Regions from separate parts of the Danio rerio genome. Here region 1 is linked to region 2. A link is a contact called in public Micro-C data. All regions are on one chromosome and are shown on one strand. The core of a region is the stretch at or near the end of the contact, and the rest is flanking DNA. Distances in the headings are between cores, read along the strand shown.

What was found. Hi-C and Micro-C count contacts between places; a contact is called where the count stands out from the background.
Region 1: a Micro-C map of caudal fin shows a contact between it and region 2, with 2.4 times the contacts expected there. The contact joins two enhancer-like sites. A contact is called at or near these places in 1 of 18 Hi-C or Micro-C datasets (caudal fin) and 1 of 4 datasets of contacts at active chromatin or transcription factors (caudal fin).

Annotation. Positions count from the first base shown.
Region 1 is chr10:33,592,932-33,597,423 of GRCz12tu, forward strand. It overlaps cblb (Cbl proto-oncogene B, E3 ubiquitin protein ligase), which reads left to right. Exons shown (of 19, transcript XM_073914915.1): 6 at 2,689-2,810. Among named protein-coding and RNA genes, the nearest start is that of cblb, 87 kb to the left of the region's middle. Within about 2 kb of position 2,895, at least 6 of the 62 cell types and tissues checked have an H3K27ac peak or open chromatin away from gene starts, as enhancers often do. A contact at or near this core is called in caudal fin, where this site is marked.
Region 2 is chr10:33,462,678-33,467,219 of GRCz12tu, forward strand. No RefSeq gene overlaps it. Among named protein-coding and RNA genes, the nearest start is that of bbx, 21 kb to the left of the region's middle. Within about 2 kb of position 2,929, at least 22 of the 62 cell types and tissues checked have an H3K27ac peak or open chromatin away from gene starts, as enhancers often do. A contact at or near this core is called in caudal fin, where this site is marked.

The sequences.
Region 1 (4,492 bases), core at 1,645-4,144, 130 kb after region 2:
TTAATTCGAACACATCAAAAGCGTGTTTTATAACATTGCGTCTAATGGAAAAACAGCGCTAACACTGGGGATCACCTCTGTGAAGGAGTGTAGAGTAGGAGGTTTGTATTACGCAGAGGAATCCCTTAGTTTGAAAAACTTACTTCATCTTTAACCACAACACACATGCTTTTATAAACCTGTGTTTGCACAAGCTTTGTTACGCACCGGCTGCAAAACACCCACTTTTCTTTTCCTGCCTACGTTCTGCTGCAAAAATACTAATATTCCCATAAATGTGCTGGAAGGACCCACACTGGTTCATTAGCAAAGATTTGTTTATATGTGAGTCAATCAATGAGCAATATGGAGTTTATATCTCACGCTGCGCTTCCAATAGTCATGTGACAGTTGCTAGCTGAATCACTACTCATGACCCCCGTTACTTAACAGCCAAAGCCAACAAAACTACACCCTGCTCATTTGAACATCCAAACTTCTTTGGCCTCTTTGTAGCTCTGCTAAAGATTTTTGGAGGCTGCTTAAGTCAGTTTGCTTCTATAGGAGAAAGAAATGGCACTAAAATTTTTGTTTTTCCACTTATTCACAGTATCAGGAGGCCTAGATATTTTGGGTTTCGTTTCTTTAGAGTGGAACAGTAGATCACTCTAAAATGTCTGCTTTTTCATTTGTTCAGTGTACCTGCTTGTTTACAAGAAATGTATAATAAAGTATATTTTATAAAATATACCTAAGGGAATGTGTTAAAAGGCATATTTGTGTGCAAAAATGAAAATTCTGTCATCATTTCTCTATGAATTTCATTCTTTGATGAAACACACAAGATATTTTGAAGTACATGCGCTCTTAAAACAGATGTGTTAAAAACAACTCATCCCGTGTTATTTCTTAAACAGCTATGTGTCTAGTTAAAGACAACATGTTTTGTGTTACTTTTAACTCAACAAGTGTGCTATCCTTCTTAACAGAGACAGTGTGTTAAATAATTTAGCATGCAGATGTGTCCTAAATTACTCAGTTTGTCATAAATGTTCTTTATTTGACCATCTTAACAAGATTAATGCAATACTAAAAACATTTAATACATATATATATTAATTAAAACATGACTTCAGCATTTAAGTACATTTCTTTGGAATTATTATCATAAAGACATAAAAAAACATGTTTACAAAAAGGAAACTCATATTTAGACACAAAAACACAAGCCTTTACGAAGAGTGGTGTGTGTACAAACTGTTCACCTATCTTTTTCATACCTTTATCAGTTTCAAAATTACATAAGATGTTAAAATAGCCATAACAGAATAAATGTGTTATTATTTAACACCAAAAATGTTTTATATATATATATATATATATATATATATATATATATATATATATATATATATATATATATATATATATATATATATATATATATATACATTTTTAACTTTGAGGAAAACCATAGGTCTCAAACTCAATTCCTGAAGGGCCGCAACTCTGTACAGTTTTGCTGCTTCAACCTAATCAAACACAGCTGATCTAACTAATCAAGGTGTTCAACACTACTGGAGTCAATTAAGCAGGTGTGAGTTGGAGGTGGTTGGAACTAACTTATGCAGAGCTGCGGCCCTCCAGGAATTGAGTTTGAGACCATTAGGGTACGTCGACATTGTTTTCAAAATAATCTTTTATAAAAGTTCAAAAGTCTTCTAATAACCCACAGTAACACTCATGGATTTTGAGTATAAATTTGTATTTTAAATGAGTTTACTTTCAGCAGTTAAAGTATCACTTAGTGTTGTTGTGTGTCCAACTAAGCCTACACTGTAAAAAAAATGCTTTTAATGTTTGGTTGCCAGTAATTCTGTCAAATTTACAAGCATACTGTAAAACCAAAGCATAGTTGTAATTGCTAATTTACAGTGCGCTTGTAAATTTTGCCAGTAATACTGTAAATTTAGCCAGTAATACTGTAAATTTAGCCTGTGATACTGTAAATTTAGCCAATGATACTGTAAATTTAGCATGTAATACTGTAAATTTAGCCAGTGATACTGTAAATTTAGCAAGTTATACTGTAAATTTAGCAAGTAATACTGTAAATTTAGCAAGTTATACTGTAAATTTAGCAAGTAATACTGTAAATTTAGCAAGTAATACTGTGAAAAATAGCAAGTAATACTGTGAAAAATAGCTAGTAATACTGTAAAATTTACAAGTGCACTGTAAATTAATAATTACAATTGTGCTGTAAAACTACAACAAAAATGTAATTGTTAATTTACAGTGCACTAGTAAATTTTACTAGTAAATGCCAGTAATACTGTACATTTTACAGCATTTTTTTGCATAATAGTTTTATGTGTTATTATGAGATTATTTCATCATCTAGGGGTGGGAAAGTTACAGTCCTGCATAGTTTTAACCCTGACCATACACACATGAACAAGTTAATCAATGTCTGAGTGTTACTAGAAAGCAACAGGTAGATGAGTAAAGACTGGATCAAAACTCTGTAGGACTGCAGCTCTTCTTGCCAACTGCTGATCCAGGAGGTCTCCAATGTTAAAAACGAACCATGCACAACACAATCCAGCCACACTTCTTTTTCAGAGCTATTTGCTTTTAAAATAATTTGTCATTATTTACTTCATAACCCCACTAACTCTATCTCTGTTTCTCACCTTTACCTTATAGCCATGGGGCTCGATCCTGAGAAACTGGAACTTCCTAGCAGTCACACATCCAGGCTACATGGCCTTCCTGACATATGATGAAGTGAAGGCACGTCTGCAGAAGTACATCAACAAACCTGGCAGGTACAGACTAGTCTGCGTCTGTGTGTGTGTGTGTACGGCTGTAATAGACATACCATCTGTTATGGGCCAGCCAGCTGTTTTTCTCCAGTCTGGCAGACTACCCCGCTTTGCTTGGGAAAGTAGGCAAGGCGGAGATGTTCGCTTATTACAGGAGGCTCTTTGTCTGCGCATCAGCACTCGCAAAACCCCTTGTTTGTCATTTAGCAGAGGTTTTAGTTTTTTCGGATGTAAGATCAACGTAACTGGGAAATGAACTCCTGACCTTTTGCGTTGGCAGCCTGTACTGGTACGCCAAGGTGCCGCAGGGAGACAGTGGTAGTTAAATCCAGTCTGTTTGGATTAGCTGATTAGAGAAACAGCATCGCATCTGTGCCGAAAAACAACACAGAGTTCCAGAGCCAGACGGCAGGCGCGATTACACACTGGTTAGAGTCATTTAACACAACAGCCAGATAATAGCCAGGCCATAAAATGCGCAACTTTATGGGAAAGGAGTCCCCCAGTTGATTTGCAGCTAGAAGAAGAGCTACAGTATTGCTTTAGATAAGTGGTGCATACATGTTTGCATAAAATGGACAGTATTTTGTAAATTATAACAAATAGGAAATATACACTCACTGGCCACTTTATTAGGTACACCTTACTAATACCGAGTTGGACCCCCTTTTGCCTTCAGATTCAACATAGATTCAACAAGGGACTAGAAATAATCCTCAGAGATTTTGGTCCATATTGACATCACACAGTTGCTGCAGATTTGTCGGCCGCACATCCATGAATGTCCCGTTCCACCACAACATAAAGGTATTGGATTGAGAACTGGTGAGTGTGGAGGCCATATGAGTACAGTGAACTCATTGTCATTTTCAAGAAACCAGTCTAGGATGATTGGCACTTAATGATATGTCATTCTATGTAAATCCTTGAGATGGTTGTACAAGAAAATCCCACTAGTTCAGCAGTTTCTGAAATACTCACCAGCCCGTCTGGCACCAACAACCATGTCACATTCATTCATTCATTCATTCATTTTCTTGTCAGCTTAGTCCCTTTATTAATCCGGGGTCGCCACAGTAGAATGAACTACCAACTTATCCAGCACGTTTTTATGCAGCGGATGCCCTTCCAGCCGCAACCCATCTTTGGGAAACATGCCACAATCAAAGTCGCGTAAATCACCTTTCTTCCCCATACTGATGCTCAGTTTGAACTGCAGCAGATCGTCCTGACCATGTCTACATGCCTAAATGCATTGAGTTGTTTTAATGTGATTGGCTGATTAGAAATTTGAGTTAACGAGTTGTTGGACCTAATAAAGTTGTACCTAATAAAGTGGCCGGTGATTGTACATACAGTGTGTATATATAAGTAAATAAATTAAATACATTTAACCAAGTATTAAGTTTTTTATTTAAAAAAAGTTGTTTTTGGAGTAATGTTTTAATTCAAATACATTTTAAAGTTTGCATAACATTTAATTAAATAAAAAGTTGTTCTAGATGATAATTTAAATAATAATTTAGGTACAGTGTTAGTGTGAAATAAATATTTTTTATTTAATCTTTAAACTATCGCATATTTTCTTATACAGTACAAAGTGGTTTTTACATATGTAAGATAGTTAAATTGTTCAATTTCAGGCAGTGGGTCATCACATTTGAGATTTCATACCTCTATAGCCC
Region 2 (4,542 bases), core at 1,679-4,178:
AGTCTTAGTGGACAGAATTGAGTCTGACATTGTCATAGAGCCTCTTCTAGCACATGCAAATGGACAGAATTGGACAGTATGATACAGCTATGGAAAAAACAAGAGGACACTTGACAGTTTTTAGGTTCATTAGATTTACTTGGATTTATTAGTGTGGATTTTAACAAAATGTTAATATTTGGGTAACACTTATTGAATAATGATTTATTAGTTAATGTTATAGATAACATTACCTTAAGTAGGGATAACTTTGTTAAACTTTTATTAATCAAAGTTCCACATTTACTAATGCAACATCCAAATTCATGCTTCACATTAGTTAATGTAGGTGTTCCCAATCTTTTCAGGCCGCGACCCCCAAAATAATTGTGATTTACAATCTCCATTATCCTCTGAGGTGGTTATAAATATACAAACCTTGCAAACGGAAAATGGCTCACACAAACCAATAGATCCAAGTCTATTCATCGTTTAATTTTAGAGGACACCATTCGGAGATCATCCTCCATGTTCATTTGCGCCTGTATTTAATTTGAATGTACATGAGTGTACAAGGTGCCATGAAATCAATATGCTACATCTGACCCTGTCTTTAATCTAACGCAATGAGACCAGGGGTCTCAATCCAATGGAAAAAAAAATGTTTTTTTTTTTTTTTTTTTAACTATTAACTGCTTTTTTATCTTCATATGCTCATATGCAAATATACTCATTCAAATAGTTTAATAATTTTTTTTTTCTAAATCACTAACCCTCACTTTGGTAACCACTGAGTTAATGCACTGTGAGTTAACATAAACTAACATGAACTAATTTCATTTAAAGTCCACATGAACAGGAAGCTACGATAATTTGCGGTCTCCAAATGTATATAGTGCTACGTTTTCAGAATGAGCCTGTGTGGATTAAATGACAGGGTAAGAATGTGGTAAAAATTAGGGGGCTTTTCTTTTTTGGATTGCTTTTCAAAGCATGGTTGGGTTTAGGGAAGGTGGTGCGTGCTGGTCAATCTGTGTTTTTTTAAAACACTATTGGTTGGGTTTAGGAAGGGGGGGGGGGGTTATTTGTTGCTTTGTCAGTCACTCGATCAATCAGTCAACAGCAGCCTCTGGTGAATTTATGCAAATATGCAGGGGTGAATGGCACTCGCAAGAGAAATTTAAGATCTCAAAAAGCACACACAGCGGCCTCTACAGGATTCGAAAAAAGAAAAACTGCATAAAACGTAGCTCCAGGCATATATTTGGTGCTCTACAGAAATGTATACGGGGTACATTTCAGAATGAGCCTATAAACATCTGAAAACAGAGCCCCTTTTTTTTTTTTGTGGAAAAGCCCAGGGGCCTCATGTACGAAGACTTGCGTGGAAATCATACTGAAACATTGCGTACGCACAAAGCTGTAAATGTGCGTACGCAGAAAAAAATTCAGATGTATGAAACATTGTGTACGCCGAATCCCACACATATTCTTTTGTACATCCGAATGAACGTGATCTGAGCGCAACATGCACGAGCACAAAACCCCTCCCTGCCTCCGCCCCCGTATGAATATGCTAATGACTCTACTTTGGCAAAACCCAACGAAAAAGCAATGGCAAAAGCAAGCAAGAAGAGAAACTTTGAAGAGTATGTGAATTGGAGGTGCTGCTTTCAGAGGTAGACCGAAGGAAAACGGTGTTATTTGCAAATTTGTCCTCCGGAATTAACAACAAATGAAAAAAATAGAGTGGGGAGAGTTTAGCTGATGCGGTTAACACAGTTGGGTCTGAACATCGCACTGTGGAGTTAAAAGAGAAATAGTGTGGTTTATAGGTGTAAAATGTTGTAGTACCCTTAACAGTCTCAGTGGCGCAGCTCATTAAACTCATGTTAATATGTTTTGACACGTTCAAGCATGAACTCGATTCGAATCCAGCGTCTGATGAACTCTTTCTTCTTTTTTCCCAGCTACATATCAGATTGTGTCTACTATTTATCACGAGAAAGACAAGTAGGAATCATTAATAAGTGTGTGCATCATATTTTATTTGCACATTTATTGAATGGAAATGTTTCTGATTCACGCATGCAAATTCCTCTTCAGGTGGTGCCTTTATAGCAATGTGCATGCGGTAGATCGCTCCCATTACAATGAGGAAACAGGCGACCGCTGCAAATTGCGCTTTAATGTTTGTTTGGTCAACTGTATGGTATGGAAATCTTATATACCTGCTAGATGAATCCATCTCATACAGCTGCCATTGCAAGGCTCAAAGACACTTTATAGAGTGCAATTGAACACAACTGCCTTTAGGAGTCACCAATGGAAATAAAACAGACACGCACAAAAAATGTGCGTACACCAGCCATAAAGCTGGCGTGGAGCTGCGCACATTCCCACGTTCAATTCATCGTTAGTAAATCCAAACGTGAGCGATTCTGACCGTGAAACCTGGCGTATGCAAAGTTTTTGTGCGTACGCAGCGTTGATACATGAGGCCCCAGAATGTCAAAATTTCAACGTAACATTTGAGAAAATACCAACAGTAGTTTTCAGAATCAAACAAAAGCTTACATTTTACTCAAACACATAACTAAATCCAAAGGTAATCAGCCCTATGAAGTACAGTAGTCTCTTAATTTTTACAATAATGTTGAACAAACTAAATGTAACTTAATAATGACATTTTCTCTTTTGGTATCTTTTTTTGTTCTCACTGTATTTTTTTAAACAGACAATAGTCTTGTTTGACAGTGAAAGAAAGGAAATCTGTTATAGTAGAACGGTGTGAAAAGTCCAGGTCTGGGGGGGGGGGGGGGGGGGGGGGGGTCGATGGGTCTCTAAAGATTTGGATGTAATGAGGGTCTGCGTATGGTTGAGTCACTCCTTACTCACAGCACTTCACTTTGATAGCTGACAGGCGTTGTGTGAGCTGCACAGGAAATGCACGGGAAAACAGGATCTTTTGTGCTTCATCAGTAGGGCAGGCTGAGTCATGTTGAAGCGTTAAGAAGTCCCCTGGGACAGACACGCATACTCACTCAGACTTTTTGTGTGTGTCCGGAGATGTCAGGTTGTAATCTGTGAGGGAATTCTGCTCCCAGCTGCATGGACAACACAGACTGATTGGCAGATGAGAAGAAAAAAGTCATATTCTTACTCTTAAACTGATGCTCTTACAGTCCTTTCATCCTGAAAATTACACCTCATGATTTTAAAACATTGACAAGTACTTTTTTGTAGTTCAGTTTTGTAGTTCTGAAGACAAAAGGTGAAACCCGGTAGTAGAAAGGTGTACCTACAGTATCTGGCATAATTTTGGGCTTGACTATATGCAGTTGAAGTCAGGATTATCAGCCCCCCTATTGACTTTTTTATTCCTTATTTTTATATTTCCCAAATGATGTTTAACAGAGGAAAATTTCACAGTATGTCTGATAACATTTTTTTCTTCTGGAGAAAGTTTTGTTTGTTTTATTTCGACTGGGAAAAAAACTGTTTTTAATTTTTTTTTAAATTTTAAGGTCAAAATTATTAGCCCCTTTAAGCTAACTTTTTTTTTCGATAGTCTACAAAACAAGCCATCATTATACAATAACTTAATTATCCTAACCTGCCTAGTTAACCTAATTAACCTAGTTAAGCTTTTAAATGTCACTTTAAGCTGTGTAGAAGTGTCTTTAAAAATATCCAGGCAAATATTATTTACTGTCATCATGGCAAAGATAAAATAAATAAGTTATTAGAGATGAGTTATTAAAACTATAATGTTTAGAAATGTGTTGAAAAAGTCTTCTCTCCGTAAATCCGTAAAACAGAAATTGGGGAAAAAATAAACAGGAGGGCTAATAATTTAGAGGGGCTAATAATTCTGACTTATACTGTATATACACAACAGTTCTGTCTGGTTGTTGAATCTGAGTAGCTGATAGCTGTGCAATATCCTGCCAATAACAGCACTTGTACCGCCTCCTCACCCTTCCCCCTTGTCTATTACTCCGTCCACATACATCTTCAAGCAGAGGACACACTACAGTTTGACAAATATTGGTGCAGTTGGGCAACAGAATATACTTTTGAGGTTCTTTTATTTAAGAATGTAGTTGTTTAGATTGCAGCTATGCAGTTTATTTATAAGGATAGTGCCTATTTTAAAATATTAGTAATTTCTGAAAGATAGCGTGTCGCCTGTCAATACTGAGCAAAGACAGTTGATGTTGTCTGTCCACAAGATGGCAACAGAGAAAGCATAATAAGCCCTTAATGGAGAAAAAATACAGAGCAAAACTACAGCTGATCAAATCAATATTAAACAGGTAATTGACTTTCTAAGTCGGTCTCTCTCTCTTGTATATTGTAGTGCTGTATTCATACCATATATATGTAGTGTATATATATGCTGTTCAGACTTATAATCTTAAAATGTCAGCAAAATCACCTGTTTTGTCATCACTTTAGATATTTTTCGCTAGAGAATGATTCAAACATTAGCTCTAAAGTGACGTTTGTGAAGTAGCAATGGCTTCTGCTGTTCTGACGTCAGCAGCTGCAGATGTGAAT